Regions from separate parts of the Mus musculus genome. Here regions 2, 3 and 4 are each linked to region 1. A link is a contact called in public promoter capture Hi-C data. All regions are on one chromosome and are shown on one strand. Each heading gives the region's core, a stretch centred on a gene start, on an enhancer-like site or on the middle of the called end of the contact. The rest is flanking DNA. Distances are from core to core; before and after follow the strand shown.

Region 1 (6,672 bases), core at 2,315-4,814:
ACAGTCACTCATGTAGGCCTTCAAGTTTCATCCACAGGAAACGGGAGTTTGGGAACCCGTGAGCGTGGCCTCTCCGTGGGTTTGGAAGGACAACTTACTGGGAGCACCCCAGTAGGTTGAGGCTGGCTTCTGAGGTTCTGCAGAAAAGCAGATCATGACCCTGGGCCCCCCACCCTCCGACAGTCTGAGACACTGCCCTTCCCTCTGGAGAGTGGGTTTCAGTTTATGGACTGGTACTCAGAATACCGCCTGTGGCGCAGCAGCAGAAATAGGCCTCCCCCCAGGAACATGAGTCCTGGGGCTCCCAGGGCTACCGCCATGATTCCGAGGACTAGTGGAGAGAAGATATCCACCGGAGGGAAGCCCATGCCCAGAAGCATTGACCTAGAGCAAGAGGGTTTAAAAAGCAAGCTTAGGAAGGCAGGCTGAGCGGCTCAGCCTTTCTCCACTTTGACCAAACCCTTAGTTCTTACCAGCAAAGGTAGTATTGGTCCCAGTAGCCAGGGCCCGTGGGAGCCCCAAAGGTCAGATTGAAGGCACAGAAGTTGTTCTGGGACCCGAAGAAGGCTTGAACAATTGGTGAATGAGGGAGAGAAGATGCCAAGGTGGAGTGAAGAGTGGAAGCCTGGCAGGGGAGGGCTGATTCTCGGGCCCGCTCCTCCTCAGAGAAAGCCACTGGTCGCCATTGCATGAAGCCAGATGGAGAAGAGCCCCATAACAGCTGGTTCAGCTGGAGAGACAAGCAAAGGAGGCAGGGTGAGGAGGACCAACCTGTACCAACACCTCTGCTTCCCCAGCTCTCCCAGAAGGCATATCAGCAGTACAGGCACTAAGTCACCAAGAGTCCTCAGTACTAAGTGTAGTTGTAGAAATGACATGCTAGATGTAGGAGGTCCAGTCTCTCCTCTACAGAGAGAAACTGACATGAACGGAGCTGCAGCCGTTCAGCGCTCGCTCCCTCTGGGCCCCGGGTTAAGGAGCATCCCAGCTGAAGATCTTGGAAGCACTGGTTTTGTCTGCTTCCTTGGAGGGCACAGATGGCAGGCAATAGACTAGTGCAACCCCATACTAAAAGGAGCCAGAGAAAAGTGTTGTTAAATAAGAAATCCGGACCATAGCCAGGCGTGATGGCGCACGCCTTTAATCCCAGCACTCGGTAGGCAGAGGCAGGCGGATTTCTGAGTTTGAGGCCAGCCTCGTCTATAGAGTGAGTTCCAGGACAGTCAGGGCTATACAGAGAAACCCTGTCTCGAAAAACCAGAAAAAAAAAAGAAAAAAAAAAAAGAAAGAAAAAAGAAACCCGGACCAGATGTGGCAGTGCGTGCATTTAATCCCACCTCTCAGGAGGCTGATGAACCTTTCTGAGTTCAAGGACAGCCTGGTCTCCATAGCAAGAGTTCTAGGTCAGCCAGCCAGGGATACTTAGGGAGACCTTGTCTCAACAAACAAACAGAAAACCCTTTTAAAAATGGGTGTTGTGGTGGCTTTAGGGATGGCTCAGTGCTGAGAACTTGCTGCTCTTGTAGAAAATCCAAATTCAGTTCCCAGCACCCATACCAGGAGGCTTACAGCTATTTGTAATTCCAGCTCCAGGGTACCTGATACCCTCTTCTTGCCTCCATAGGAACCTGTATGCACATGCACCCAAATACACACACATAAAAAACAAGTCTTCTGGGGCTGGAGAGATGGCTTAGCAGTTAAGAGCACTGGCTGTACTTCCAGAGGACCTGGGTTCAATTCCCAGCACCCTCACGGTGGCTCACAACTGACTGTAGCTCTAGTTCCGGGGGATTTGGCACCTTCACAGACATACATGCACATAAAATGAAAAGAAATCCTTCAAAAACCCAAACACACAGTCTTTTTTAACAATAAGTGGTTGGTGGGTTTTCTGGGCTGCTAGCGGGATCCCACTTTACATTCCCACCCATCTATCTCGCACTGGTGACCTGACCTGGAAGACGGCAGGTGCATATTCATCATCGATGGAGTTCCGTTCGTTCACTGAGGGGCAGTCAGGGCCCTGTCCCAAGGTGGCTACCTCTAGACCAAATAGGGAATGGTTTCCACGAGGAGAAGCTCCAACCAGGGCCACTTCTAACTGGCAGACATCTGCTGTGTGCAGGAGGCGAGGGGGCTGAGCAGGTCGACCAGATCTAGAAAAGGCTTGGACCTTGGAAGGAGAAGGAAGCCATGTGGGGAGAATGGAGCTTGAGGGACAGATACTCCCACCCTCATCAGTCATTTCCAGTTCCTTCCCCATAGCCTCACCTTGAAGGTCAGGCTGCCATTGGCGAATGCTCCAGTAGGATCATCTACAGGGCGGCCTTGAAAATCGGCACTCAGGTTGGCAAGATCCAATGAGTTGGTGATATTGTTCCAGGAGAACTTGGCCAAGGAGTACGGAGGGTATGGCTTTCCTGGAGGCTGTGCCCCCTCGGACGCATTGGTGCTGTCAAACTCAAGCAGCTGGGGACAGGGTAGAGTGGAAGAGGCTTGCCTCCCTCTGGCTTTCTCTTGAATATCCCTCCCAGTCACCCCACCCAAAACTGCATTCACTTCACCCACCCTGGGCTAAACCCGTCCCTCGCCCTGGGGGTAGGATGGACTCTCTTCTTGTGATCTTCTCTCTGGGCTCCTTCAGACCCTCACCCTGGTGAAGACGAGAGCAGAAGAAAACTGTATGCTGCTCTTGGGGAGCACCATCAGGGCCCCAGCAGGATCGGGAGACAGCAGGAGACTCCAGTTGACACTCAGGACACTCTGAGTGGTGTTAGTGGCCACCAGCACCACAGCTGGAGGCCCCAGGCTGCTCCACACATAGTGCAGGGTGGAGTTGCTGCCCACTGCCCGAATATGAAGCAGGTTCTGTGGATTTGGCCAGCCGGAAATAACCTCCATAGATACCTGGAACACGGGGTAGTGGGGCGGAAGGAGCAAGATCAGGTATGCTCACAGGCAAAGCTGCAGCTTGTAGGTGGAGGACAGGACCTGGGCAATGCAAGGGCTCTTGAGGACCAGGCAAGAGGGAAATGTAGAAACTGAGGGGAACTTGGAATCAGGGGCAGATGTAGGGTTGAGAACATAGGGTGGATCCAGGATTACTCAGAGGGCTCAGAGCTAACAAGGCTTTTAAGTCCCCAAACTTGCCTGTTCCTGGGCTACAATGGCTGAGCCATGGCTCAGACATCGTCAGAAAGCAGGACGCAGTCATGCCTGACCCCTCCACAATTCTTCCAATCACTCGTGACTCCACACTGAGCTCTCTGGGTTGTTATCTCTCTTGCATCCACCTTCCACCCCTCTGTTGTCCCAGATTCCGGTCATCCTAGAAAGGTAGGATTTCCGGAAACATCTATAACTTCAGTTCCAGAGCCCTTACCTGGCGAGTCTCTTCTCCCTGCAGGCCAAATGGAGCTGAACACACAAGTAGACTCAAAAGGAGCCATGGGGTAGGGGCACAGGGGACCCAGCCCCAGTGAGGTCCCCAACAGCGAAACATACAGCCACAGCTAGTTAAACTCAGCGGAAGAGCCTCAGAGTCACATGACTCCTTTCCTGCTGATCCCTTTTGAGGGCGGGCCAACAAAGTTCTTAAAGGGGCCGCTTCTATTAACCCAGATCTGTTTAAGTTGGAATAGCCTCCCGAAAGCTCAAGGTGAACAGGTATTTTATCATCAACAGGTTGGCCTAGGCATCCTAGACTAGCTGTGCAAACATACTCCTACCTTACTGCAGACACCCTACCGGCCCCACCTACATCACCTCTGGTGAATAAACCCAGATTAAAATTTCCACACAATTTAACAGAGTAATTTGTATGTTACTGCTCTGTGCTAGAAAGATATAGAGAGGGCTGGAGAGATGGCTCAGTGGTTAAGAGCACTGACTGCTTTTCCGAAGGTCCTGAGTTCAAATCCCACCAACCACATGGTGGCTCACAACCATCCGTAATGAGACCTGACGTCCTCTTCTGGTGCAGCTAAAGACAGCTACAGTGTACTTAGATATAATAATAAAAAAAAATCTTCAAAACAAAAAAGGAAAGATATAGAGAGGAATTGGATATAAAAGAACCCTTGGGGGTCAGCAAGATGCCTCAGCATTTGCTCTAAACTGAACATGAGTTGGATATATATTCAGGACCAACGCGGTAGAAGGAGAAAAATAATTGCCAGAAGCTGTAACCTGATTTACACATGCATTCTGTGCATTGCTCACATAAAACAAGTGCAGTAAAATGTAAAAGAATGCCGGGCGGTGGTGGCGCACACCTTTGATCACAGCACTTGGGAGGCAGAGGCAGGCGGATTTCTGAGTTTGAGAAAAGTGAGTGCTAGGACACCAGGGTTACACAGAGAAACCCTGTCTTGAAAAAACAAAGACAAAAACACAAACAAAAAAAGTAAAAGAATAATAAAAGAATCCTTAGGTATGGTAGTCTCAGAAAACAGAACCAAACAGGAATGGAGGCTTGTTTCTACAAGGGGACCAAGACACCCTAATTCCAGCCAAGAGGTGAGAAGAGGAAGACCAGAAATTCAAGGTCTGGGGCATGAGATGTTCAGCAGGTAAATGCATTTCATTTATTAGATTACCAAGTAGGCAGGGACTGGCTGTCCAGGAACTCTTTATACATACCAGGCCGGCCTTGAACTATTAAAGATCCACCTGCCTGCCTCTACCTCCTCTGCTGGAATTAAAGGCATGAGCACCACAACCAGCCTGTTTTTCCTAAAATCTTAACATGTAAAGTATTTTGCCTGTATGTCTGTCTGTGTCTGGTGTCCTCAGAGACCAGAAGAGGATGTCAGATCCTCTGAGGCTGGAGTTACAGATGGCTGTGAGCTACCATGGAGATGATGGGAATCAAACCTTGGGTCCTCTGGAAGAAGTCAGTGCTCTTCATTACTGAGCATTTTCTCCATCTCCAACTTAAATCTGTTAGACTAATGCACAGTACAAATTTGAACCAGGTGTTCTGGCACAAGCCTTTAATCCTAGCTAACCAGGGCTACATAGAAGACCTTGTTAAAAAAAAAGAATCAGGATTACTTACATGATAATGTTAAGCAAGTGCTTTGACAGAGCTTATACACGCAACCTAGACACTAGGTTCTAACCTAGAGACAAGGGTCTCTGCATAGCCCAGCCCTGACTATTCGGAACTTGTTCTGTAGACCAGGCTGTCCTTTCAGAGATCTGCCTGCTGCTGCCTCCAGAGTGCTGGGATTACAGGCATGACTCCACCTAGGCCAGTTTTTGTTCTTTTTCTTTTTTTTTTTTTAGTATAGTTTATTCAGTGCATGGGGAGGGGAGTTAAGAGGGTAGTAGAGGCAGAGAAAGGCAGAGAGAGAGAAGTAGAGGCATCCATGACCACATGGAGGAAGGGGGTAAGGTAATGGGGAGAGAGGGGGAGCAAGAGGGCAGAGGCAAGAGAGAGGCAAGATTAAGAGCCAGTTTTTGTTCTTGAAACCAGGTTTTATATGTGACTCAGCCTTCTAATTGCTGGGATTACAAATTATTTTGTGAAGAACAAAGTGATAGGAATTGAGGAAAGAGAAACCAGTATATTATTAAACTTAAAAAGAAACCAGAAGATGGTATCCGATTCCTTGGAACTGTAAGGTACAGTGGGTGTTGGGAACTGAATATGGGTCCTTTGGAAGAGCACTGAGCTATCTCTGCAATACCCTGCAATACACACACACACACACTTGGAGACTGGGTTTCTCTGTGTAGTCCTGGAACTCTTTATCAATTTAGCCATGTGCTGAGATTAAAGGTATACACCAACATGCCTGGCTCTTACATGCTAGATCATATTCACCTCTGAGATTTATCAATTATATTCACCTGTTTGAGAACTCGTTTCCATATAATGGCAATTACTAAACTGAAATCATAGGTCCTATGGAAAAAAAATCCTATGTAGCCCTGGCTAGCCTGGACTAGGCTATATAGACCAGGCTAGGATCTGATATTTATGTGTGTATGCATGTGTGGGAGTAACTAAGGAGGCTAAAGAGGGACTTTGGATCCCCTGGAACTGGAGTTAAGAATGAGCTACCAAATGTAGATGCTAGGAATTGAACTTGCTTCTTCTGGGAAGAGCAAAAGCTCTTATGCAGTGAGACAGGGCATTTCTTTGTAGTCCAGTCTGGCCTTGGACCCAGGAGAATCCTCCTACCTCAGCTTCCTGAATGCTGGGCTCCCTTGCTCCTTGGCTTTAGGGTCATGTCTGCCAATGTAGGTGCATGTGCCACCCTGTGGACACTGAGGTCAATGTGGACAACTTTTGGGAACCTCTTTTCTTTCTCCATCCACAATGGGAACTGAGGACTGAATGAATGCCATTGGCTTTAATTGCAAGCATTTTTGCCCACTGAGCAACCTCACCAACTCTATATATTTTGTCTTTTGAGACAAGCACAGCACAGGCTAGTGTCCTACTGGCTATTTAGCTGTGACGGTTAGTGTGGGCAGAATGAGCTGTGGGGAGTGTGTTTCAAGGCACACCTATGAAGGATTAGCTTAATTTAAAACTTATCCAAGCAAGGTGTGGTGGAGCACTCCATTTTAAATCTGATACCAGCACTCAGAGCACCCTGGAGGCAGAGGCAGTAGAAACACCACGCTCAGATCTACACACACAGTTGAGACCTTGTC
Region 2 (6,672 bases), core at 2,499-4,998, 950 kb before region 1:
ACAGCTCTGAGTGCGGTCCCCAGCTGGGCGCCCATGCACTAATGCAGCCTTCTCAGGCATGGTGTCCGGGTCCTTCACAACATGATCCCTACACCAGCGCCTGTCTCCTCTCCTACCATGCCACCAGATTAGGAGGCTGTGGTAAGTGGACGGTGAGTTTAAAGCCAGCCCATGGACACCAGGGAACGTAGACCAGTATTAGAGGGTTTGTCTCCAATGATGGGATTAGAATCCTGGTCCTCTGGATGGGCAGCCAGTGATTTTAACTGCTATGCTTTGTCTCCAGCCCCTTAACTCATGCCTGTAATCCCAGCATTCAGGAGGCAGAGGAAGACAGATCTCTGTGAGTTTGAGGCCAGCCTGGTTTATCTAATGAGTTCCAGAACAGCCAGGGCTACATATTAATGATACCCTATCTTAAAAAACAAACAAACGAGCCAGGCGTGGTGGCGCACGCCTTTAATCCCAGCACTCGGGAGGCAGAGGCAGGCGGATTTCTGAGTTCCAGGCCAGCCTGGTCTACAAAGTGAGTTCCAGGACAGCCAGGGCTACACAGAGAAACCCTGTCTTGAAAAACAAAAAAAACAAAAACAAACCAAAAAAACAAACAAACAAACAAACAAACAAAACCCCAGCAAGACAACACCCTCATTAGAAGCTCGTTTCTTTACCCCCCTGTATGTGCACACATTTACTCTGTGTACAGATGGTGAGAGACTGTAGACTTTACTTTTCTAAATTACCTTCAGAGTGAGGCAGAAACGCTCCAAATTCAGGGCCCACTGTTCTACTGCCTCATCCAAGGACCCAGAGATGCCCTGGGGTCTGAAGCATCCAGTCAGGCTGCTGAGTGTTGGTGGCTGCTCTAGTCTGGAAAAGTTGCCTTCGGCTAGGCAGTACTCTCTGTGGGAACAGGATCGCCCCACCCCTACCCAGCACACCCAGAGTTAACCCTACCCCCAAAAAATTCCCAGAAGAAATTCACAGATGGGTTTTCCCCAGACAGACAGCTCATACATATTTGCCACTTAGCACAGATGTTTGCCTGGGGATGGAGTGCTGAGAGACAACGCAGGTACACAACTTTAGGGTAACAGGTAGCCCCAAACAAAGCCAGACACGCCGGGGCGAGCTAGAACTGAGATGCCCAGGAGGCCTAGATTTTATTCTGTGTTCTGAAGTCCTTCCTATTGTCTGTGTCCGCATCTCACAGAGCCGGAAACTCTCCTCTCTGCCCACCAGGCGGCGCAGCGGTTCCAGGAGCACTGCGAATGTGTTGCGGGACTGAGTCTCAGCACTTAGCAAGATTGTTTTGCCAAACTTATTTCCTTTACTACTCAAGTCCAGGAAAACATGTGCCCAAACGTAAGTTCACTATCGACTTCAGGACTCCCGGAGGGAGAAGACTTTATCTTAGCCTCATCCTTGCGGCCTAAGGTGCAATATCCAGCCAAGGGGTAGCCTAAACAGATGAGCTACCTCTAAAAGCGCAAAAACATGGATAGGATCAAGGCCTGAAGTGAAAATGCTGGAGATCATCCTAAGCCAGAGGCTCTGCGTCCAGTCAGTGCCCAGGTTTCAGCCACCCTCTCCATCCAGTTTGCTCCAGCCTCACACTCAGGCAGGCAGGAGGTGGGCACGTCCTCCCTAGGCTGAGCGGAGGGAGATTGGCTGCCAGCAGAGGTGATCCGGACCAAAGCCATCTTCCCCGGGGGCAATTTTGGGCTATTTTCTCTAAAGATGTTACACTATCTAACTCCTCTTTGAGTTTCACAGCAGCCACAAGTTTGCACCTTTAGAGTGAGTGATATTACTCAACAATGACCGGCTACTGTTATTGCTTGCGCCGGGCACTAAGCAGAGAACAGAACCAAACCCTATGAAGTAAAGGAACCCTCGTGGTGTGTGTGGGAGACTTTCACCTTGGTGTTCCTCCAGGTGAGCAAAAAGCGCGTGAGGTGCTTCCCTAGGGCAGCGGATAAACTTCGAACCCGGAAGGAGGGACGAGCCGCACGCATGGGACTCAGGCACGTCGCCTAGGGCAGGTTGCGCACCGGTGGCGTATGCTTGAGTAAAGACGGACCCTGACCCTAGTGCGGGGTTACGGGGCGCGGCACCTAGTTGGAGCTCAGTAAATATTTATGGTGAGAGCGACAAGCAGGGCCCACCTCCTAGGAGGGAAGGAGGAAAGCCAGAGCCCTCCTCAATTCCTGGCTCCTCCCCTGCAGGCTCAGCACCGAGCTGGCCACGGCGTCCTGGCCCGATGTAATTACAGGGTCTGCCGCCAAGCCTGGCCGTAAAAAACCGGGATGAAACGGCCTGGAAGCCTCGGAAGCTGGGCCGGACCCTGCAAAGAGCCCCGGGTCCGCGCCTTGCCCTGATGCGCAGCCGCAAAGAAGAGAGACCAGGGACAGAAACCCCCGCCCATCACACCCTGCAACGCACACGGGCTCACCGCCACACACGCAAACTACCAAGCACTCAGCTTTTGACTTTACGGCTCCAAGAATGCACTCGAGCCTAATCAAACACCTGCCCGCCAGCTCCATCTCAGGCGCAGACGCCGCCAACCCCTCTCCAGACAGCTGCTGATTCGAGAGGTGAATTCCTGCAGGGTTGTTTACATGGAGAGGGGGAGGGGTTCTGAGCCTGGTACTGAGAGCCCACCGACTGGAAGACCCAAGTCAGACTCAGTCAAACACAGCCGCCCAAACTACCCCCCACTCCAATCCACCCCCGCTGCACGCCCAAACACGTTTCTCCTCTTCTTCACACACTGTTCACAAACATTAGCATATGTATGTCAGGCGTTTCACACGCTTCCACACACAAGTGTCTTTACACCTACCCGCCATCACACGCATTTACACACGCCATATGTACATGTGTCAGGTCGGTTAGTTTGTCACTCTTCATGACCATATTCCCACATTCCATCTGCAAGCGCGCATTCGCTCAAGACACACGTGAAATGTATAAACAGGTCATTAGCGTACGTTGGCGCTATTGAAAATATTAGGAACATCCCCCCCTACAGCCCCTGAGCCCAACTATGAGTTCTCGCATAAAGTACTGATGGACTGAGTAGCCCTTAGCCCTGGCCGCACACGTTACACGCTCGATCACACACAACGTCGCACTTTATTCCCGGCATCTAAGCGATGACACAATCTCTTGAACAAAGACAACATTGACAAACCCAACAAAAACAAACAGCCGCGTCTGTGTGGGGAGGGGCAGCCAAGCCAGAGTCAAGGCATGGGGGAGTGTTGCTGGGGGGGCGGGGGGAGGAGGGGGTCACGAGAGAGTGTGAGAAGGCGAGTGCGCGGGCCTGGGTGTGAATCTCAGGAAAGGTGTGGTTATATCCCCCCACCTCACACCCTGACAAGATTGGCGCCCCGCGCTGCAAAGCCAAGTCCTGAAGCCACTGGTTCCCAGACCCACACGTATAAGTTCTTCCATTTTTCCAGCTTGCTATGGCTTTCAGTCCCACAAAGCCAACAGAGCCTCACATAGACACCCCCACCCCCACACCCGTAAGTGAGCACACACAGCTATGGGAGGATCTGTGCAGACCCCGGAGCGCTCTCCGTCGCTGAGATATGGGAGTCCTTCCTCCCAGAGTCTTTTTCCCTTCCTCCACCTCCAACGTAGCCATCAAGCCCTGGGGCAGCGCGCGTCGGGCGGGGCGAGGGCGGGGCTGGTGTTGGCGGCGCCAGCCCAAAAGGCGGAGTCGAGCAGCGAAGAGGCCAGATTTGTGATCGTGGTGCCTACTGTACCGTGGAGAAGCCTGTGGGAACCTTACACTGCAGAGCTCTCGTCCTGGCCTGGCTCGGCCCGGCCCCGCGCTATGGAGTTCCTTTGGGCCCCTCTCTTGGGTCTGTGCTGCAGTCTGGCCGCTGCTGACCGCCACATCGTCTTCTGGAACAGTTCAAATCCCAAGTAAGCCCTGAGACTCCCTGGCAGCCTGGGTGCCGGGTTGGCAATGGCCTTTCGCAGGGTAACTGTCCCTGCCAACCCCTGGCCTGCGCCTAGGAGAGGTGGCCAGGGATGGGTTGGACTCTATAGCTCCCCACCTCCGTCTGTATCTCCCCTTACTACCTGGCAACAGCCGACCAGGGCAGAAACCTGCTCATGCCTGCTCGCACAGGCGCTGGCTGTTTCAGCCCTCTCTTTCTGCCCTCTGGCATCTCATCACTCTAAAGTAAGGCTCTCCTGCTGGGCACTCCTGCCTTGAGAATTGGAACGTTGGCCCTGGCCTCCGGGGCTCTCTAAGTCCCCCCATGAAACTTCTGTGCACTCTCATTTTTGTGTGCCACTTGGGCGTTTGTATACTAACAGGCACCTATGGACGTCAAGAGTAAGCACAGCGCTCAGGGAGCCTTGGAAAGAACCTCCGTAGGAATCTAGGTTTTGGGCATTAGATATTCATTCTGTGTTTAAGATGACCCTGAAGAGTGCCTCCAAGGTTGGGGGGGGCATAAATTAGGCACATGCTGTGTATGGGTCGACCGAGGGAGTGGCTGAGGTGGTCACACTAAGGGACTGGTAAGAGGAGTGTCGCTGGGAAGCTTGGGGAGGAGCAGAGTGGGGCTTCACAGGGCTACAAAGGCTGTAACAGGAAGGAGGTAATTTCTCCGGAGCAGGTTTTAGGGCTATGAAGCAAATGGTATTGAGAGGAAGACACTGTCGGGCCCTTTGTTCTTGCCCTTGAGTTTCTTCAAGTTATGAGAAGAGTGTTAGGGCCAAACCTAAGAGGGGGATATGGTGGAACAAGAAGAGGTGAGAAGTCGAGGCCACAGAATGCCACTAAACCCCTCCCTCCCAGATCCAGTGAGCCTGCCTCCCCTTCCCCTGAGAGAGATGCTGGGCCAGTTTCCTCTGGCACTGCCTATTGAGGGTCTGTTGTCTAGGGCATGTCGGAGGGCAAGATAGAGCCAGCTGCCACCCTAAAGGCACTGTCTTCCTGGCCCTGGAGTGCTGCTGCGCCCCACCAGCCCTTGCGCCTGCCCTTGCGCCTGCCCCTTGCCTTCCTGACCTAGTCCTGCCCTAGTAGTGGGAAAGAGCAAAGTCCCTGTTTATGCCCATGCCAGGTGTCGGCTGAAGGAGGAGGAGGGGACGGGAAGTCATGAGTAGGGAGGGGGGAACCCTGGCCTTTTCCGTTCCCAAGCTCCCAGGTTTCCTCTCTTTCAGGAAGGAGCCTCTTCCTTGCCCCCCTCCCTGTCTACTCCACCACTAATAGAGCCCCCTTTTCCAAATGGAGACTTAAGTGTCACAGGCAGGTTAAGTGTAGGAGATAGTACGCTAAGTATAGCTTCAGCCCTGGCCCTCTGGACACACACATAACCCTGTCTTATTTACAGCCACAGGAAAGCCAGTCTAGAGTGGAGGTCATGGGCGGTCTAGCCAGGCCCAGCTTGGGGGAAGAGATGAGGTGGCAATGAACAGGGCGGGTGTAGGGTTGCATAGGTGACTCAGGGTAGTGGGCATTAATCCTGGGCTCACCAGGCTCCAGGCAAAGGCAGTGGCAGAGAAAGGTGCCACTGTGAGCTAGGCCCTGGTCCTGGAGAGACAGATACTCAGCTATCAGATTTCTCTGCCGCTTTTGCCCGGAGGCCAACACTGGGGCAAACCAGTCCTGGGCTGCCCTGGGGTCCTGGGGGCTGCTCACTTTTGACGAGGTAAAATTTCACAGGCTCTCAAGAGCGCCTGGGCGGGTAGCGAGGTGGATGAGGCACGAGTGAGTCAGTGCCCATCACGGGAATAGGGGAAAGACGCCAGGCCCAGAGCTGAAATACCTGTTCTGAAATGGCTTCTATGTTTATCTCTCCAGAGAGGAATTTTAAAAGCCTCCCTCTGCTTCTCTCTCTCTACCCCCCCCCCGTGGGGGAGGGGCCCAGAAAGTCTCATTTTAGAGGCTGCAAGCAGTTGCAAGGCCAGGCCTCTAAGGGGTCATGATGACTGGGTAGTGGGTGGCCACCGTGGAACCCCACCATCACCATGGGCACCACCCATGCCAAGGACTCGGGTTGAAAGCAAGTTGGCAGGCAGCTCTGCTGAGCCTCTCCCTGGCAGAGCTTGGGGGAATTCAGAGAAGCTGCCTGGCTTTCAGTGGGAGGGGGGAAGCACTTTCCTGCTGCTGAGACCCTACCCAGGCTGGAGCCAGGTGTCTGGAGCTCAGTGGGAGGGGCCGGTGGGCAGTCAGGCTGGAGCCTGCAGGGCTTGGGGGGACCAACGGGGGAGAGGAACTGGCTCCACCTGGGGAGGAGGGAAGAGCTGGGGCAGCCTCAGGTCTAAGAACCACAGCGTTTCATCAGGGGAAGGCGAAATTGTTACTCTTGGAGATAAAATCACAGAGATTTTCAGGAGTGAGAAAGTGGAACGAGGAGATCAGGACACAAATCCGAGTAACAGGAAAGGGAGGTTTGAGGGACACTGAGAGAGTTTGATTATCTGTGAATCTGTTGGTCTAGGCATTGGGATGCTGAAGTACACTGGGAATCTGAGGGAGACTCAGTGTGAGGGGCGGGATGGGATAAGACAGGGATGTGACAGGGCTCAGAAGGATGGGAAGGAGAAAGAGACCTGGGCTCCTAAGCACAGACCAGCCCAGAGTGCAGTCTATCCACCAGCATTTAAAGAAGTCCCCGGGGAACAGTCGTCAGTAGAATA
Region 3 (6,672 bases), core at 1,421-3,920, 810 kb before region 1:
CGTGTAGCCTAGACTGACCTCAGACTTGATACATAGCTGAAGATGACCCTGAACCTCTGGCTCTCCTGCATGCACTGCCCAGTGCTGGGACTACAGGCGTGTTCCAGACCAGACCAGCTAGCTTTGTGTGATGGCTGAAGCTTCATTCGGGGAAGGGAAACCCTCTACCAACTGGCTAGTTCCCCAGTTGCATTTTTGTTATTTGGTTGTCGTTGTTTTTGAGACAGGATTTTACGTTGTAGCCCCAGCCGGCCTCACTTTCTTAGCGATCCTCCTTCCTAGGCATTCAGAGTGTGAGGGTTACAGGGGTGGGGGTGGGGGGCAGCATCATCATTCCCATCCTTTCCCCTAGCTGCCCTGGTCCCCGGTTAGGACCACAGTCTTCCTCTAGCTCTCATCCTTCGTATTCCTGACTACCGTCTCTTTACTCATGACTTTCTAACATACTGAAGTAGCTTTTTATTTATTTATTTTTTAAACAAGTTTTTTCGTTTGTTTGGTTGGCTGGTTGTTTTTGTTGTTGTTGTTGTTTTTAATGTAGCTCTGGCTGCCCTAGAACTCACTATGTAGACCAGGCTAGCCTCAAACTCACAGAGATCCATTTGCCTCTGCTTTCAAAATGCTGGGATTAAAAGCTTGGGCCACCACACTTGACTCTGAATTAGAACATTTTAATAAATTATTGCTTAGTATTTATTGTCCCATCCACTAGACTTCCCTTATTTACTGGGCTACCCCCAATTCCAAACCTTGTCTTCCAGGTACTAAGCAAGCATTTGTGGTTTTTTTTTGCTTTGTTTGTTTGTTTGGTTGGTTGGTTTTGGTTTTTTGAGACAGGGTTTCTCTGTATAGCCCTGGCTATCCTGGAACTCACTCTGTAGACCATGCTGGCCTCGAACTCAGAAATCTTCCTGCCTCTGCCTCCCAAGTGCTGGGATTAAAGGCGTGCGCCACTGCTACCTGGCTCAACGAGCATTTGTTAAGCTGGGTGTGGTATTACATACTTATGATCTCATTAGGCTAAGACAATATAATATGGGCTACATAATAAGCTTGAAACTATCCAAGGCTACCCGAGACCCTGTCTTAAAGACCCAGCCTCAAGTGGAGCAAGGTGGCACATACCTTTAACCCGGCCCAGCTCTCAGGAGGCAAAGGTAGGTGGATTTCTGAGTTTGAGACCTGCCTGCCCAACAGCCAGAGCTACAACATAAGAAGATTCTGTCTCAGAAAAAAAAAAGAAAAAGAAAAAGAAGCAAATACAACAACACCCGCAACAACAACAACACCTGCAAATCTCACAAATATTTGTTGAATGAATGACCATGGCAAAGATAGCACAGTAAGGAGACACCAGAGTCATGCAGGCGGCCCAGTGTGGCGGCCCAGGGTTGGGTGGTCTTACCGATGGTGGCAATGATGCTGGTGCTCCTAGCGGCCACAGGCTCTGAGTCGATATCCAGAAGGCAGAGGTGTTCCAGGAAGGTGTCCGCCATAGCTGCGGGCAGTTGCTGCTGCTGGAAGAAGGCAGTGCCCAGCTCCTGGGTCAGCTGGGCCACACTGGCACGTCTCAGGTATCCTGCTGGCCCTGCGGTAGATGGGGACTCAGGATCCTGCACAGACAATCGCCTATCCCCCATGTGCTTCCTGCCAGTGCACCCTGTGTCTATTCAGCCCTCCGGTCTGTGTGAGGAGGCCTTCCTTCAATCTGAGTGTCACACATTACTTTGTTTAGTCTCCAGGGTTCTATGGAGCAGGCTGTTAGATGTGCTCTTTCCCAACTTTACAAGGAAGGAAAAAGACGGAGAGAGAAAATGCACTGTCTAAGAAAAGGGCATCTTCCAAGGAAGATGATTCAAATCTAGGTCTAGCTCAAAGCTGAGTCCTTACGGACCCAGTTACCGAGACCCTCCCCCACCCCGCCCCCCAGCAGACCACTCAGCCTCAGCACCCCCAGAAGCCTCCCTCAAGTCTCAAGGCATCTCATTCTCTAGGCCTGGAATCTCTCTGTTACTTTTCCTTGTTTACTTCCTTCTAGCTCCAGGCAACTCTCTGGCTTCCCCACTTCCCTCCCCTCCAAGTTCCCTCCATCTATACAGTGCGGCTCTATCCCCTGCCTGCCCCCTTGTGGGGGAAACCCCCGTAGCTTGACCCAGCCCGGCTCAGTAGAGCACCTTCCATACTGCTGCGTACCTGCTGTGTCTGTGGGTCTGCTTTATACTCTGCCTTTGTCAGTGGGATGGGGCCTGGCACAGACGAGATCAGTCCTGGTTAAAGTATAACCAGCTAGCATCTCTCTTGCCAATGGAAGCCTTGTACACTGGGGGCCAGAGTCCAGGAACCACGGGAGTGCCCCGTGGCGTCCATGCTGCCGGATCCCCTTTGGCCTGTCTGCAGAGCCTGGATCAAAGGCTCAAATCAAATTTAACAGAGGCTGTAGTGGGCATCCTTCCCCCAAGGCCTCCACCCCCAACACTGATTCTACCCTAATTCTCCTCTCTGTTCAGTGGCTTCCCTTCCTCTTCTTACCTCCTGGAGCCCCACTTAAAGCAGACTTTGCTAAGTCTTTTTGGGACTTAAAGATCCAGGGCCAGAGCTGCTGGGGTAGCTCGTTCTCTTGGACAGACATGCTTCCAAAGTGTGGGACTGGGGCTGCAAGAACCACAGACTGGGAGGAGAGTGTACCCTAACTGCTGGTCTTATCTGCAGGAGCCAGAGAATAGAAAAGAGGCACACCCAGTAGGCAGCCCCATCCCCACACAGAGTCCCTTCTGGAGGGCTGTCGGTTGTCAGTCCCCACATCTTCCCTTCCCCTAGGTCATCCGTTTTTCCTGGTCAATTTTTAGTCCATTCATACTGTCAGTCCATCAGCTTCAATAGAGACTAGTTCATCGCCAGTGATACAATCCTTTTCTCTTTGTATTTTATTGACAAGAATCTTAGGTATATTCTCAGAGCAAGAGCTTGAATGTGGGGACTAGATTGTGGAAAAGAGGGAGGAACTTTTTTTTCTCTTCTCTTCTCTTCTCTTCTCTTCTCTTCTCTTCTCTTCTCTTCTCTTCTCTTCTCTTCTCTTCTCTTCTCTTCTCTTCCCTTCCCTTCCCTTCCCTTCCCTTCCCTTCCCTTCCCTTCCCTTCCCTTCCCTTCCCTTCCCTTCCCTTTCCTTTCCTTTCCTTTTCTCTTCTAGACAGGGTTTCTCTGTGTAGACCAGGCTGGCCTCGAACGCAGAAATCTGCTTGCCTCTGCCTCCCAAGTGCTGGGATTAAAGGCGTGCGCCACCACCACCTGGCAGAGGGGAACCCTTTGATAGACGTTAGAGGGTATCTCAGTTTCTCGCATCTGTTCCTCTGTGAATCCAAAGATGAAACTATAAACAGTTCTAGGCACTAATTGATAAACTTGTTTAGATTGATGTTGACGAACCATATTAGTAAACACAGGAAGCCTGAGCACAGGGGAGTTCTTCAGCCATCGTGGGGACATCGCACCCAACTCACTTTTTACCAAGGCACCAGGGAGAGTGACCTTGCCTTGCTGACCACCATGAGCATAAGCTGCAGTCCTGCTGTCAAAATTCCCTATAACTACCCCAACCAACAGACGGGCCACCTGGCACTTACTTTTTTTCCATATCCCAGATGACCCTAGACTGGGGATTCTCTTGACCCCATTCTTGGGTGACTTTACAAGTTCAGCAAAGTTGCTAGAACAGTGGGATTCTCTAGGAAGGCTTCCATGACACTATGACAATGACAATGGCCAGTGACAACCCTGGAGGATACAGTGGGAGTCAAGCAGATAGAAAGATGGAACCTTCGCCCTCCATGGGTTTTAATATAGTGTGTGTGGGGAAATGACAGACTACTAGCAAATAAATAAATACTTTAAACTGGGTAAGGGGTGTCAGGCATGGATCATAGGACTGGGCAGGGTGGCCGGGTGGGACAGTGGTGTATCTTAGGCACCTCTTAAATAAGATGAGGCTTTCTTTAATGTGATTATGCTTAAGCTATTAAGGATGAGAAGGCACCAGCAGGGGCTGCAGGGGCAGCAGGGGCAGCAGGGGCAGCAGAGGAAAGAGTTTCCTGTAGGTTGCATATGTCCCATAACTCTGAGGAACAAAAGCTTTTTGTGTAAGAGAAACTGGTTAGGGGGACGTGGCCATGGTAAACCTGGGCGCCTGAGCAAAGAGCCACTGGTATGGCTGCCAGGGACATAATATAATTCAAGTTAGGTCTTAGGTAGCTCTAGCTGACCGATGTAAACAGTCATGGATTCAGAAGACAGAGGTGAGTCTTGGGAGTTGATCAGGGTGGGAGGTGACAGGCTAGCCTGGGTGGCACTGTGGGGGAGGGGAGAAGTCTGTGAGATGTGTTTTGGAGACAGGCAGACAGAGCAGAATGACTGCGGAGCTGTGCTGGTAAGAGAGGCTTTCAGTACTTAGAGTGTAACATGGAGAAGAAGGCAGTGCCCAGCTCCTGGGTCAGCTGGGCCACACTGGCACGTCGCAGGTATCCTGCTGGCCCTGCGGTAGATGGGGGACTTCTTTTGCTCTGGAGTCAAATGTCCATCTACTCGTCCTTGCAGAACCAGCATTGAGGCACAGAGACAGGAGGAAGTCATCTTTCTCTGAGGGTCACCTTGGAAGATGTGACAGCTAATTGAAACACCCTGTATTCCTGGGATAGGAGAGCAAAGGGCTTTCCTGGGGAGGTGAGACATAAGGCTTCAGGCTGGGTGGGTTCTCCCATGGACTCTGACCTACAGTAGTCACAAAGGCCAACCAGATCTAGGTGGGCCTTCTCTTGAGCCAAAGGATTAGGGAGGAGCTGAAGGAAGAAAGGGTACAGAGGGCTTTTCAAGGGGCCCCTGATATAACCCAAGCAAGTGTGAGGAGAGGAGAGCCTGTTGCCCATTGAGATAAGGGAGGAAGTAGGTTTAAGATGGCGGAACTCAAGGCTTTGGACAGGGCTGTGTTTGAGGTGCCAGTTAATCATTAAAATCCAGGGCTGACAGCTGGATATGCTCTGGCTTTCCTGTCATGACCAGGAGGGCCCAGGGAGCTGAGGAGGTGTGCCATGGATCTGGGGCTGCTCCAGACCCTGTCTCTGGCCCCTTCTCTGATTTGGGGCAAGGAGCCAAAGGCTTTGTCCTTGGCTTCTACAGAGTTTGGCCAGTGGAGAATAGCGCCCATGGGAGACTGGGTGAGAAGGAAGCTGGGCACATGCTCCTACCAGAGGACACTCTCTGCCCAGATTCTCAGAACTACCCCGCTGCCCAGCCTTTGGGGTAGTGAGTTCACTGAGGCTATCCTTGGCTGACACCCTGGACTTTACTGATCCTGCTGTCCATATCTCTGCTGATAATTTTGTTTTCAAAATTATCCCTCTAGTTTGAGGGGATACTTCATTCCCCAGAGGAACCGAGTCCCAGGCTGAAAAGGATCTGCAGAGATAGTGCGGCGCCTGAGCCTGACCTGACACCAGCAGACTGTGTTCCTTGCCCCTAGGGACATCTATAGAGGGAAAGGAGAAGTCTGCAGACTGGTTGAAACACAAAGTCAGATACGAGGAAGGCAGTGCTCCTAGTGGGAATTGAGCATGGGGTTTCCAGGGTGTCCACACTTAGAATACAGAACAACTATCAGTAGAGAGATATGGCAGATTCCAAGGACTGGGGACCCGAGCCTCATGCCTGCAGTCAGGCACTGTCGCCGGGCCTGTCAGTTTTGTCAATATAGTTTTCCTTATTTGAGTTTTATTCTGATTATGAGTTCCTACTCCTCCTGTCAGGTGGAGAATTCCTTCGCCTTTCTCAGCGCTCTCCTCACCCAGATGCAAGCGGAGGGCCCCTCATCAGTTCTCCGGTCTCTCTAGAGGTTGTCACATGTGGGAATCATTGATACCTTTAGGTCACAGGTTTGGGGCCCCAGTTCTGGGTGCAACTCACAGCTTCTGAGAACCAGGACACTCTCCTCTCTCTCTCTCTCTCTCTCTCTTCCCCACCCACCCCATCTCTGCTTTCCACATACAACACACACACAGGCACATCGCAATCACACACTTATGTGCACATACACCCCACACCCCAAGCAGCCAAGTGCAACTGTGTCCTTGGCCCCAGGAGGACGCAGCTTTTCTAACACAGCTTTACTATGCACACCAGCCCAAGGGCCTCGGTTGGCCTTGGTCGCCTGTGAGGAGCGCTAGAGAGCCGCGGTGTCGGGCGAGGCAGGGATTAGGCGTCAGGTGGGTCCTCTGTGAACGGAGATAGTCAACCCCCGGGAAGGGTGCGGGGTGATAAGTTGGGGGTTGCACGGGGTGCTATGATCTGCAAGCTCCCCAGCCGCTCCTCCCTCCGCGGGGGCGTTTCTGCGTATTTGGGAGGGTGTTTGTGCAGCACACGAACTGCACGGTCCACTCTGCTGCCGGATGGGGTTCCTGCGTCGCCTGTGTATCTCCTCAGAAATAGGCCATGCAGATAGGAAGGACGAGACCACCAGCAGCACAGCAGGACAAACACCACCGGCCTTTCCACTCGGCCATCCCCCCTCCCCCTCGCTCAACTCCCATCTCCCCACCCCCACCCCACTCCTGCCCCAGCTGTCAACCCACCATGGACTCGTTTGCAGTGATGAAGACTCAGCTAAGTTTTTGTCTGGGACTCCGTAAA
Region 4 (6,672 bases), core at 2,972-5,471, 740 kb before region 1:
TATTTATTACTGTAATAAAGTTTTTTGCTATGATACTGAAATAAAGATACATATAGCTAAACTCTGGCTAACCATGGCAACAAACACACATCAAGCTAGCTATAAATTAGAGCTTCTGTAGATTATTTGATCTTTGTAAAACTGAGAAAAACCTGGTTTCAAATTAAGGAAACTTAGGCTTGGTTAGGCTTGGTCAAGTATTTAGGTAGTGACATGAGATGGACTTGGATTTTAAAATTCTGGGCCTGAGTGTTGGCCTGCTGACCTGAGTTCAAGCCCTTAAGCTTACATGAAGAGAAAAGGTGGCGGTGATGCTGTGACTACATAAGTACTGTAAAAGGGACACTAAGCCTGTGTTTACACACTAAAATGCCTTTATTAGTTGTCTATGGTGGTGCACAGAAACCTTAATCTCAGTATTACAGAGTCAGCGGTAGCTAGATCTGACTCTGGAGTTCAAGGTCAGTCTAGTCTACATAGTCAATTCCAGGCCAGGTTAGCACAGTAAGATCCTGTTTCAAAATGAATAAATAAGTAAATATACCGTGGTTTATTCAAACAAACAAACAAACAAACAAACAAACAAAACTCAAGAGGGGGCAGGGATGGTGACACACCCTTTAATCCTAGCATCTGGGAGGCTGAGGCAGAATTAAGACCAGCCTGGTCTATAGCCAGGGCTATAGAGAGAAATTCTATCTTGAAAATCCAAAAGAAGACTGGTTCTTTCTGATGTCTCATAGCTAGTGTTAGTATTAAGAGAATCCTTTTCAGTACTTTTAGATTTATCTTTTTTAATGTCTATGATGTTTTGTCTACATATATGTAAGTGTACCATGTATATGCCTGGTACCCAGGTGAAGCCAGCAGTAAGGTTTGGATTCCCTACAACTGGAGTTATAAATGGTTCTGAGCTGCCATGTGGGTGCTGGAAACTGAACTTGGGTCCTCTGCAAGATTAATGCTCTTAAATGTTGAGCCGTCTCTCCAGTTCTCCAGTGGCAAAGTTACCTCCTAACAAGCCTCCATCATTTATTTACCTTTACAGTATGTATAAAGGTCCAACACACAGCAGGTCCCAACTACGGCCTCCAAGGGAATGATCTCATAGAGGGGCACCCGGAACAGCTCGTTGTGATAGAACCGACGGGATGGAGAGTGATGAGTCTCATGTGGGCGGAAATAATGGTGACCAAAGGCAAACCGTTCTTCTCTTTAAAAAAAAAATAGGGATAATGAGAAAGGCAAGGTTCTTAAGTCTACCAGCAACTCTACCTCAGTGCACGCTCTGCTGGAGGGAGGAGAGGAACCAGCACTTACTTTTCATTCTTCCAGAGCTTCTCGATTCTAAAGATGTCAAGTTTATCTCGGTTAATGTGAGATAAGAGTCTGTAGGACTGACGGACTGGGTGGCCATCAGGCGTGCGCCGACTGTCCCTCATCAGGTACACACAATCACCTAGAAAGGCACGAAACAAAGGAGAACATCAATGCTGACCTCTGGATGGATTCCATAAGGAATCCTTCTATCCAATCCAGGATCTAAATCGATACGAGGAGGGTAGGCAGACAGTTCAGCAATTAAATGAGCAAGAACCTAGGTTCAATCTCTATCTAGTATTACAAAAGAAATCAAGAGAAAATAAAGCCAGCATTGTGACAACTATTTTCTTTCTTCTTTTTTGGTTTTTCAAGACAGGGTTTCTGTGTGTAGCCCTGGCTGGCCTCTAACTCAGAGATCCGCCTGCCTCTGCCTCCTAAGTGCTGGGATCAAAGGACAACTATTTTTAATTCTACACTGAGAATTATAGATGATCTCTTTATTTTTTTGTACTTTCTGTGTCTTTTAACTAGGTTTATCAGTATATATATATTTTTTATCTTGCCTTTGAGACAGGTCTTACTATGTAGCTATGGCTGGCCTGGAACTCACTAAGTAGACCAGGCTAACCTCAAATTCAGAGATCTACCCTTCTCTGCCTCCAGATGGGATTAATGATATTGTGCCACTATACCTGGCCAACTAGGTTTAACGCTACTATAAGGACTTTGGGTACAGCTCAGTTCTAGGTTACTCGACCTACATACTTGAAGCTTTGGATCAATCAGCATCCCAGCAAACAGAAAGTAAGTAACAGGAAACTAGTGTAAGTCAGGCAGAGGAGCTGATGCCTCTCATTCCAGAACTTGGGAGGTTGGGGCAGGAGGACACCTGGGAGTTTGAGGCCTGGCCTGAGCTAAAGTCTGAAATACCAAAACCCAGTAATAACAAGATACAACCAACAACAATAACACCTTCTCCCTCCTCCCAAACGAAAGCTATCAAATCAAAGGAAGGGACTCATAAGGCCCAACCATTACTGAAGAGCTACTGACAATGGTTGCTAGAAGTGGGGTAGAGTCATGTGCTCAGGGTTATAGCCTACAGTAACCTTCCCTTGCCGAAGTAAACAACAGATCCTTCCACAAGCCCAGGCAGGCAATCCTAAGCATGCAAAGTGCACACACGCACGCGCGCGCGCGCGCACACACACACACACAAGCACGCACACGAAATGGGGGGGGGTGGGGGGACGGGATGCGGGAGGAGTTTGAGCCCTTTTCCTTACCCTGACGAAGCAGCAAGTCATCTCGGAGTAAACAGATGAAGTAGACACAGCCGGGCTGGGCATAGTGGGGCCTAGGGATCATGGGTACCTCCTGATAAGAGCAGAAAGTCAATGGGGAAAGTATTACATTTGGCCTAATGATCTCAATCCAAGAGAGGAAAAGAATTAAAATTTCCGATCCAATACTTTAAAAAGTCATTTTTTATACCATACATGTATAAAAAAGATGGAAACCTCTAGTCTTTAAATGCAGAGAAATTAAAGTAGATGACAAGGCTGACAAGTCCAGTGTCTGAGACGATGCTCTATGATGCATTAGTTCTGAGACTGTTGTGAAATCTCAGCAGCATCTGAAAATGTGTGCAATGGGGACTTCTCATGACAGTTTTGTCTGGAGCCCACCTGGAACAGGTGTGTACTGTTCAAGGCCAGGGAAGCCAAACTCTAAAGTGCATCCCTCACAGTAAATTTTCCAGTGTAATATGACAACATCACTATGGTTAAGAAATGCTGCCTAAGACAGGTTTCTGAGTTTGAGGCCAGCCTGGTCTACAGAGTGTGCTTCAGGACAGCCAGGGCTACACAGAGAAACCCTGTCTCGAAAAACCAAAAAAAGGATGGGTACTGGTGGCGCACACCTTTAATCCCAGCACTCGGGAGGCAGAGGCAGGCAGATTTCTGAGTTTGAGGCCAGCCTGGTCTACAGAGTAAGTTCCAGAATAGCCAGGGCCACACAGAGAAACCCTGTTTTGAAAAAACAACAACAACAAAAAAAAACCAAAAAAAAAAAAAACCAAAAAAGAAAACAAAACAAAATGAACAAACAAACAAAAAAACCCCCCAAAAACAAACAAAACCTCCCCCCACCAAAACAAAAAAAAGAAATGTTGCCTAAATCCTTTATGTTATGGGGGTGACTTAATCAAGATCATACATACACACTTACTGTTTCTGTACATGCATGTGTGTGAGGGCACTTGCTTGGCATGGCACACGCGTGGAGTCAGAGGACAATAGCAGTTCTCTCTTTCTACCTTGTGGATCTGGGATTGGACTCAAGTTGAGAGGCTTAGTAGCAAGAGCTTTTAACCACAGAGCCAATCTAGCAGCCTAAGATCATATACACAAATACAGCAGGACCTCGCTAAGAACCCACCCAACTTGGTCAAGTCACTGACTCTTACTTCAGTAAGTAAGACTGAGGGCAAAGGTTGTTGTTTTTTCTTTTCTTTTTCTTTTCTCTTCTTCCTTCCTTTCAAAGATTTATTTATTTATTATATGTAAGTACACTGTAGCTGTCTTCAGATACACTAGAAGAGGGTGTCAGATCTCATTAAAGATAGTTGTGAGCCACCATGTAGATGCTGGGATTTGAACTCAGGACCTTTGGAAGAGCAGTCAGTGCTCTTAACCGCTGAGCCATCTCTCTAGCCCACAAGGGTTGTTTTCAACAAAACACTACCTGATAGAAATGGCACTTAGAACTCTATCTCTACCACTGAGAGGTTAAGGAAAGAAGATGGTGAATTTGGAGCTAGTCTGGGCTACACTGTGAGCTTCTACTTCAAAAATAGAATAAAACAAAATGAATCTCAATTTTATATAGTAACCACCTCCACCTTCTACCCCTCCACCCTCCAGATGGTTTCTCTGTGTAGTAGGCCCTGCTATCTTGGAACTAGCTCTGAAGACCAGGCTAGCCTTCACCTCAGGGATCAGCCTGCCTGTCTTCAGAGTGCTGAGATTAAGGTATGTGCCACTACTGCCTGGCTCTATACAGTACTATTTCTTTCATGGATCTGAAGTATTTTATTTCTTAACTATGGTTCAGCTTACCCTGTCCACAGGCCGAGGGTCACACTGCTCACAAAGGTAGTGCTCCACATCCGTGTTCACACCCATGCAGTCGCAGTGCTGCCACACCTATGAGACAGGCACACTTGACAAGGCACTTACACTTAGACAAGTCCTGAGAACTAATAATACTGGTGATATCAATAAAGCAGCAGACAGGGCAAGGTAAAAGAGGAATTATACCAGAAGGTTATGACTGAATTAGAAATAAATGAGAAAAATAAGAGGAAAACACAATGTTTGAATATAATTATAAAAATCAATTTTAATATATAGATCTGGACAAACAAAATGGGAGGTGAGGAGGAAAAATGAAGATGAATATACTACTAAATTATCACTTGTGATGTAACACTATTTATGCTGCAGCCACTGGGACTGTCTTTATTCCCGTAAAGATTGCCTCTTGGGTTTACTTGGCGTTATCCTCTCAATAACCAGACATACTGTTCACAGCTCCATTATCATACCAAACAACAAGCGTACAGGAATGGAGGACACTACACACTGAGTTCAGGCCGAGTCTTGCAGTAGGAGCCCTCTGTGGACAAACTTATATGCACTGAACCTGCCTGCTTCCATGCGTTACACCGTGTGCCACTTCATGACTTCAAGGGAAAGCACAAGGTCAAATGCTACCCTTCTATGTGCAGCTTTTGTGAGAAACGTAGTTAAAGTGGGCAGAAGGAAGAGGAAAGGAAGTTGTTGCAAATGGAAGATAAAGGAGGAGGAAGGCAGTATGGTGAACAGTAGAGGACAAACAGACGCTGGCCTAAGCCCCTGCGCCGCGCCCTGGCACTCACCATGCACTTGTCACACTGGATCATGAGGCCTTCATCTTTATAGAGGCCGCAGATGCAGCGGATAACATCATCATCCTTCTCGTGCCCGCTCTCCTTCTCGGAGACTGAGGTCTCGCTGCTGTCGGCCTCACTGGCCGTTTCTCCCACAATCTCATCGATCTGAGCCGAAGCTTCATGCCGGGCGCTGTAATAGGCCTTTCGTAAGCGGCAAACATCTCTCCCAATTGGGGATTTACGCCCATAGTACTTCTGAAGAAAACAAAAGAAATCATTTTTGCTTTTCTCCTTTTGGTTTAAAAATAAACCTGCAGAGGCAGCATGATTTTCTTTATTATTCCATTTTGGCTAACAAATTGAACTATAATGAATTAAAATTAGAATTTATATGTTTCGTTTTTCTCTATTGCTTTGTTATTGATATTCTGTCAAGAGCCTTACTATCCCATAAGATCAAATACACAGTGATCATTAAATTTTAATTAATGTTGCAAGCATAATGTGTTGTAGAAATTTTCCATTTACCTTTGTCTTGCAAATGCTTGGAGCACATAGTAAATGTCTGTGGGAGCTGGGTTAACAGAAACTATGCTGTAATTCAAGATCGCCACTCAGTAATCTCTTACCTCTTTAAGACCCTTTCTTATTCTGTCTTTCAGCCTCTCTTTACACCAGAGCATTTCCTTTCCTGGTTACTACACAGTAATACTCTAGGCTTGTTTTTGGAGGCAGGGTCTTCTTATACAGTCTGGTATGGGCTAAAACTTGACCTTACCTTCTTGCTTCAGGCTTAAGTGATTTCAGGAATGACTCACTAAGCTTGGCTTCATATATACTTATTTTCATGAACAAAGCAATGCCAGACACACAATACATTGGTAAAATATTTACATAATATAAAAGTTCAGGGCAAAATTAGGGGTTTACAAAGATTATACTGTTTCTGAGAAATGACTCAATCATCCACTGCAGAATGTTTTGTGCTGGTGCATGGACTGAGATTAAAGATGTGTGACTCTACATCCGGCCTTACCTGGTAATTTCATACATGTTTTGAGATAACTTACGTCATCATGCTTGTACAATACTGAGTACTTTTACTGACTGAACGAATTTTTGATTAAAAAATTATTATTGCCATGTGGGCATATACATGCCATGGCATGCATACAGAGGTCAGATAATGACCTAGCAGAGTAAAATCCCCTCTTCCAACATTATTACACTGTGAGCTCTGGGAATAAATTCAGGTTGCTAGAATTGCATAGTAAGAACTTTTACCTGAAGAGCTATCTTGCTAACCGAGAAACCACCTGCCACTCGTCCAAGATGGGTTCAATGGAAGGAACTCTATGTAGACCAGGCTGCCTTTGAACTCATCCTATCTACATCTGTCTCCCAAGTGCTGA

Evidence for each region. Promoter capture Hi-C pulls out the DNA fragments that hold promoters and counts their contacts.
Region 2: a promoter capture Hi-C map of liver shows a contact between it and region 1, with 2.1 times the contacts expected there. The contact joins the promoter of Efna1 here to the promoter of Glmp in region 1. A contact is called at or near these places in 3 of 39 promoter capture datasets (erythroid cells and liver), 2 of 115 datasets of contacts at active chromatin or transcription factors (bone marrow-derived macrophages and pancreatic cancer cells) and 1 of 9 other capture datasets (liver).
Region 3: a promoter capture Hi-C map of liver shows a contact between it and region 1, with 3 times the contacts expected there. The contact joins the promoter of Pklr here to the promoter of Glmp in region 1. A contact is called at or near these places in 2 of 39 promoter capture datasets (cranial neural crest and liver) and 4 of 115 datasets of contacts at active chromatin or transcription factors (bone marrow-derived macrophages, embryonic stem cells, large pre-B cells and 1 more).
Region 4: a contact with region 1 is called in a promoter capture Hi-C map of hippocampal neurons, with 2.1 times the contacts expected there. The contact joins the enhancer-like site here to the promoter of Glmp in region 1. A contact is called at or near these places in 7 of 39 promoter capture datasets (the C10 cell line, cranial neural crest, hematopoietic stem and progenitor cells and 3 more), 14 of 484 Hi-C or Micro-C datasets (CD4 T cells, CD8 T cells, LSK cells and 8 more) and 3 of 9 other capture datasets (adipose tissue, liver and pancreatic islet).

Annotation. Positions count from the first base shown.
Region 1 is chr3:88,321,915-88,328,586 of GRCm38.p6, reverse strand. It overlaps Glmp (glycosylated lysosomal membrane protein), which reads right to left and starts at 3,564. Exons shown (of 6, transcript NM_020003.1): 1 at 3,386-3,564; 2 at 2,656-2,910; 3 at 2,275-2,472; 4 at 1,958-2,176; 5 at 474-730; 6 at 1-384. The coding sequence starts at 3,505. The coding sequence ends at 219.
Region 2 is chr3:89,276,721-89,283,392 of GRCm38.p6, reverse strand. It overlaps Efna1 (ephrin A1), which reads left to right and starts at 3,748. Exons shown (of 5, transcript NM_010107.4): 1 at 3,748-3,942. The coding sequence starts at 3,851.
Region 3 is chr3:89,132,140-89,138,811 of GRCm38.p6, reverse strand. It overlaps Pklr (pyruvate kinase liver and red blood cell), which reads right to left and starts at 2,670. Exons shown (of 11, transcript NM_013631.2): 1 at 2,530-2,670; 2 at 1,406-1,588. The coding sequence starts at 2,629.
Region 4 is chr3:89,065,015-89,071,686 of GRCm38.p6, reverse strand. Ash1l (ASH1 like histone lysine methyltransferase) reads right to left here. Exons shown (of 27, transcript NM_138679.5): 19 at 5,267-5,515; 20 at 4,446-4,532; 21 at 2,610-2,700; 22 at 1,321-1,459; 23 at 1,041-1,213. Among named protein-coding and RNA genes, the nearest start is that of Gm24403, 19 kb to the right of the region's middle. Within about 2 kb of position 4,221, at least 4 of the 459 cell types and tissues checked have an H3K27ac peak or open chromatin away from gene starts, as enhancers often do. A contact at or near this core is called in hippocampal neurons, where this site is marked.